Regions from separate parts of the Bicyclus anynana genome. Here region 1 is linked to region 2. The links are chromatin contacts, called in public Hi-C maps. All regions are on one chromosome and are shown on one strand. Each heading gives the region's core, a stretch centred on a gene start, on an enhancer-like site or on the middle of the called end of the contact. The rest is flanking DNA. Distances are from core to core; before and after follow the strand shown. Region 1 holds the start of LOC112049447 (toll-like receptor 7). Region 2 overlaps LOC128198651 (a long non-coding RNA gene).

The links. A called contact is a pair of places that touch in the nucleus more often than the background predicts.
Region 1: a Hi-C map of whole body shows a contact between it and region 2, with 4 times the contacts expected there. The contact joins the promoter of LOC112049447 here to the enhancer-like site in region 2. A contact is called at or near these places in 2 of 2 Hi-C or Micro-C datasets (whole body and whole larva).

What each region holds. Positions count from the first base shown.
Region 1 is chr13:1,544,484-1,547,183 of ilBicAnyn1.1, reverse strand. LOC112049447 (toll-like receptor 7) reads left to right here and starts at 1,271. Exons shown (of 1, transcript XM_024087323.2): 1 at 1,271-2,700. The coding sequence starts at 1,571.
Region 2 is chr13:906,325-909,245 of ilBicAnyn1.1, reverse strand. The region is part of intron 1 of LOC128198651 (a long non-coding RNA gene); the gene reads left to right. Among protein-coding and RNA genes, the nearest start is that of LOC128198651, 14 kb to the left of the region's middle. Within about 2 kb of position 1,460, at least 1 of the 8 cell types and tissues checked has open chromatin away from gene starts, as enhancers often do.

The DNA of each region.
Region 1 (2,700 bases), core at 22-2,521, 640 kb before region 2:
ATGCACTACACAAACCGGCATTTTTAGGGAGCTCATTACACGACAAAAACAATTATAACAATGAAACGTCGGTTCTATCGAAACGGTTTTTGGGGTTCCGTAGTCCACAAGAAACAATATAGTTTAGTCCGTCCGTCTGTCTACGGTTTAGAGATTATTACTACTAGAAAGCTGTAAATTAGCATGAGTATGTTGATTAAAATAAAATCTTGAAATTTTTTTTACATTTATCGTGGGGTTGAATTTTATATGAATAAATGCGTAAGTTCGTTGTTTCTTGATCTTTGATAGAGAGGTAACATCTAGCGAGGCAAGTCCCTATATAATACTTATATGTTTACTGGATAGTTCATGTTTTGATCTATTATGACTAATAATAATAAAAAATATATTGTAACAATTTAACTTGTTTTAGAGATCATTTTGTTTCTAATATAAATCGATATTGCTTTTCAAATAAAAGTTTAATGCTCTACCAATGTTAAACATTATATCTAATAGGCTATTAAGGCTTGCATAGTACCTAGCGTTAACTTGGGGCAACTAGTTTAAATATCGTATTTATTCAATCAAACATGATAATTAATTAGGCAGCGAATACTAATTAAAACTAGCCTTTTTTATTCTCCACAAGTTAGACATTGACCGCACAATCAAATCTGATTATTATCACCATTATCTTAAGTATAATATTATACCTGACGTTTCGAAAGAGCTTGTAAACTAAGCCTTGAATTTTGACTTTGACTTTGATGGTAAGCCATGATACTATCTAAGATGGAGGCGGGCTAACTTGTTAGGAGTATGATAAAAATCCACACATCCCTTTCGGTTTCTACAAAAACAGTTATTTTAAAATCATTATAATTATTGATGTAATTAAAATTTTGTAGGTTTATTATATATATTTATTACTATCAAAAAAAAATCTTACACTTGGTATAGTTTATACTATAATTAATTTTTCCATTTAAATACCAAAACACAGTATTTTTTTATTGTTCGAAACATAATAGCATGAAAATTTTACAATTATTATTCTCGTACATCATAAACGCATTGAACTATTTAATTGTTTGAGAAAAATATTGTACAGACATTCATAACGAATCCGCAGGGGGTGTACAGGTATAATAAACACTGATATTCCGCTACTCCTCACTAGATGGCCCTGCGAGTTCTTAAACTTTATGAGAGCTTACGCGGGGTGTGAGGCTCGCGGGGGGAAACTTGCGCGTCCCCACTGCTACTTCCACGAGCTAAGCACTACGGCTGCCAGTCACAACGCAACCGGGGCGCGGATAGGTCGCGTCACGCTCTGCGTCGCTCTCTACTACACGCAATAAATTTTTAATAACAGAAAACTGTCAAACTATCACTCATACCTACATGTGCTGTGAAACTTTGGAGCCGTATTGTGAGGACTTCCTAAAAAATGTACAGCGGACTTTTGTGAAGTGAAATGCTTACAAGTTTTTCTTTAGTACTAAACTGTGTTACGGACTTTGTTTCGGAAATGGTGATATCGACCCACGGGGAGTGTTTATGAGACATTCTATAGTGAAATGAAATGTCTGTGATAATGTATTCAATACCGGCTGTGTTTTTTACACTCCTGCACGTCGGATGGACCGTGTTGCCCTACGGCTCGGACAAGTGCGTCCGTGTTATGGAGAGGGACATCGAGAACAACATTATGTGCAAAGTGCGAACTCTTGAAGGAGACGGAAGCAGTATATCATCAGTGAATTCAGACACTAGCCGTCTTAACCTCGAATGCAATCATCTTCTGTTATTCGAGAGCTCCCTTAGAGCGCACTACTTCAACACAGTTCCAAGTCTCACTGACCTTTCAATAACGAACTGTAAACTGCTTAGTGTCCCGGATAATACCTTTCAAGATCTTAAGAAACTAAAGCGACTAAAACTTCGCTCCAAGAACTCAGAATGGAGTCTTACCAAGAATTTGGAATTAACTTTGAACTCGTTCAATGGATTATCGGAAATGCAGTCGTTAGATCTGGCTCAAAATAACATCAAGTTTGTTCCAACCGGTGTATTCTGTTCTCTAGAGAACTTGAACACAGTGAATTTGACACATAACAGAATTAGGACTGTTGGACAGATTGGTTTTGGACCTGACTGTGGTTCGAGTTTACATACATTGGATTTAAGTCACAATGAAATTAAATCATTGTCCGAGGACTCTGAGTTATTGAAATTAAAAAGTTTACAACACTTATATCTGCAACATAATAATATAACAGACATATCAAGTGAAGCTTTTAATGGCCTTGTTTCAATGAGGGTTCTAAACATATCGCATAACCGTTTACATACTCTACCAGAAGGGCTGTTTGCTTACGCCAGAGAATTACGGGAAATCTACCTCAACGATAACTCTCTCTTTGAACTTGCTCGAGGCATTTTTCACCGCCTTGAACAGTTAATTGTTTTGGACTTGTCTAGTAATCAACTGACAAGCAATCATGTGGACGACGGAACATTCCTTGGATTGATACGCCTAATTGTTTTAAATTTATCTAACAACGCACTTACAAGAATCGATGGGAAAACATTTAAGGATTTGTTCTTTCTACAAATATTAAACTTAAAGAATAACTCCATTGGATATATTGAAGAAAATGCGTTCCTACCTTTGTACAATCTACATACGTTAAATTTAGCTGAAAACCGGCT
Region 2 (2,921 bases), core at 211-2,710:
GTACTACGCTTCTACATCCTGTAGTCACAAGTTCAGGACTCTGCTCGGAGATTTTCCTTCTACCACGCGATGGACCCGGCACCCGCACGGTGAATCCATGGAATGCTAAGATATTCGTCTCAACCTTGTGGGAGCTACAGTATCATCGAGTGTGTACTACGCCTAACGTCTCCGCCGACGCAGTCGTTATGCCGTGACATATGGTTGTCAGAATTAGTCGGATTAGTGATTTCACGGGACGCGGGGCTCCGAACGCCTCGTATCCAATTACGGCCGGAACTCAGGCATTAAGGCAAAAAACAAACACGTCAATTTTATTGCCCTCAAAAATATGGATTTTTAATTGAATTTTAATTTAGTTCACGTTTGCTCAACCTTTATTTCAAGTTAAAAAAAATTGTGGCTTAGATTAAAATTCATGATTAAGAACCAATATTCGAGACAATGTTGAACACGAGTCTCCTCTCAGAATGAGAGGGGTTACGCTAATAGTCCACCACGCTGGCCCAATGATTGGCAGACTTTACACACGTAGAAAATTAAAAAAAACTTACAGATATGCAGGTTACCTCACAATATTCCTTCACTATTTGAGACACGTGATAAAGAATATCTTAAAACGCACATGACTGAAAAGTTTGAGGTACATGCCCCGGACCGGATTCGAGCCTACGACCTCTGAATCGAAGGCTAGAAAAAGTCATCTCCACTGGACTTTCACAGGTGTCAGAATAAAGTTAATTCGCTTTAAATCAAATTTTGGTCAAATCGGCAATTTTTAATTTTAGGACTAGCATTTTACGCAGAAGATTCTGTAGTGCACAAATGTGTACCTGTAAACACAGGTGCACTCTCTGTTGCCATACTCTCTTAAAAATATAAGAGGGCACACCGACTCGAGTTCATAGATCAGCACGGCTATTGTCTAACGATGTTTTGTACAACTCGCAAGTGCGAGTTTCGAATTCACCGCTATCCTTCTCATTCTATAATATCGTGTTAAACAGAGAGAGATAGAGGTGAATTCAAAACTCGCACTTGCGAGTTATAAAAATATCGTTACAGAATAGCCTAGCTGGTGCAAGATCAATGGCTTTAAAATACATAGACGGTGAAGTCCTGCTAAACGTATATCCATCAAAGGCGACTTCGGCTTTATTAACCGCTGGATAGCTGTCCACTACTCTACTAATGATAGATATAAGGAGGCTAGGTGGAAGATATTTCCTATCTTAGATACAACGCAAACGCAACTGAGGCCAAGAAAAAAGTTAGATAACTCGTAAATCGTAATAAAACTAATTTTCAAATCATGTATTTGTATAAAGAGTTTATTAAATCAGAGATTGTTTGATTAATAATTCTATTGCAATACATATTACCGTTAATTACTGAACTGATAAAAAACAATTTGTTTCAAACTATGGCGAGTCCACTCCCGCGCATGTACTAGTAACGCCATCTGCCAGTGTATTATTAAAGTCATACTTCATCTATTCGTCACAAGGTGGCGCGCTAATAATTAATGAAATAATAATTTTGTGTGTGTGATTTTTTGTAATTTGTGTGTAAAAATGCTTATAAAAATTTACTATATTATTATTATTCATAAAAATATTTTTAAAGCGGCAAGGTAAATCGCTTCTTAATGTAACGCGTTACGGCGCCACTCTGTCTGGCTTCCCTTTCTCTCACGCATATTTTCCTCGTGCGTATATAAATAAATATTATGAAAAAGGTATAAAAGGTATAAATTATTGGTCATATTATATAAAAATACTAGCGGATGCCCGCGACATCTTCTGCCCTCAGACCTCCTTAATCCGGTCTTCTTACAGACTTAATTTCTTTTCTAAGTGGACGTCTAGTAACTGAAAACTACCTCCCTGCCTTTCATCTTGGTACAGCAAGCGTTTTTCGTATTTTGTCATTCGCTTTTTAAATACTTATATTCAGATTCAATACATAAAATAAAATAGTACAATTGAAAGCGAAAATAGGTAGGTAGATAAATAAATAATTTCCTTAGTTTGCTTACTTTCACTAATGCTTGATTATGCCAGACCATCTAATTTTATAACAAGTAATATTCCATTTCACGTGATCCCTTGTCAAGGCGAACATATTTCATAGCTTCAAACTTTAACTATAATAACTGAAGGTAAATTAGAGCGATTCAAAAACACAATTATTTCTAAAATTCCAAGTCTTGCATTTGAAAATAGTCATCCAGACTTGCTCTTTGGTACACTTTTCAAGACAATAGACAGAGAGTTTAGTAAATTTTTTAACTTCAAACGCATTAATGCTAGCCAAAAATTAAAGTTTAGCGAATGGGCTACTGTAGGTATCTATAAAAGTAGAGATAAATTGTACGAGTTGTACGAAGAAAAACAATATACTCAAACGCGAACTTATTTAGATTATGTAAAAAGATACTCAAAAATTTTCAAACGTGTTTGTATTCTTGCGAAATCGTTACACATCAAACAGAAAATAATTGAGTCTGAGAACAAGATACAAACCACCTGGAATATAATTAATAGAGAATCAGGAAAAATCAAACCGCGTGACACGAGTTTTGAATTAATTATCAATGACAAAAAGGTAAACACTGATAACGAGGTTGTTAATGCCTTTGAAGATTTTTTCCAGAATGTTCCTATCTTGTTAACAGATTCACTGGATTCGTCTGCTACGGAAGCTCAGAGACTATTAAGAGGCAATGTTAAAGAGTGCAACGATCTTTTTGAATTTCACCATATCACTGTATCTGACATTAAAAAATCTTTCAATTTGTTAAAATTAAAAAGAACTGGAGATCTGTGGGGCATGTCGGTGAAAGTAATATCTAATATAATTGATGTCATTGCTCCCCACTTAGCCATTATTTTTAATGAATGTGTGGACTTAGGTATTTT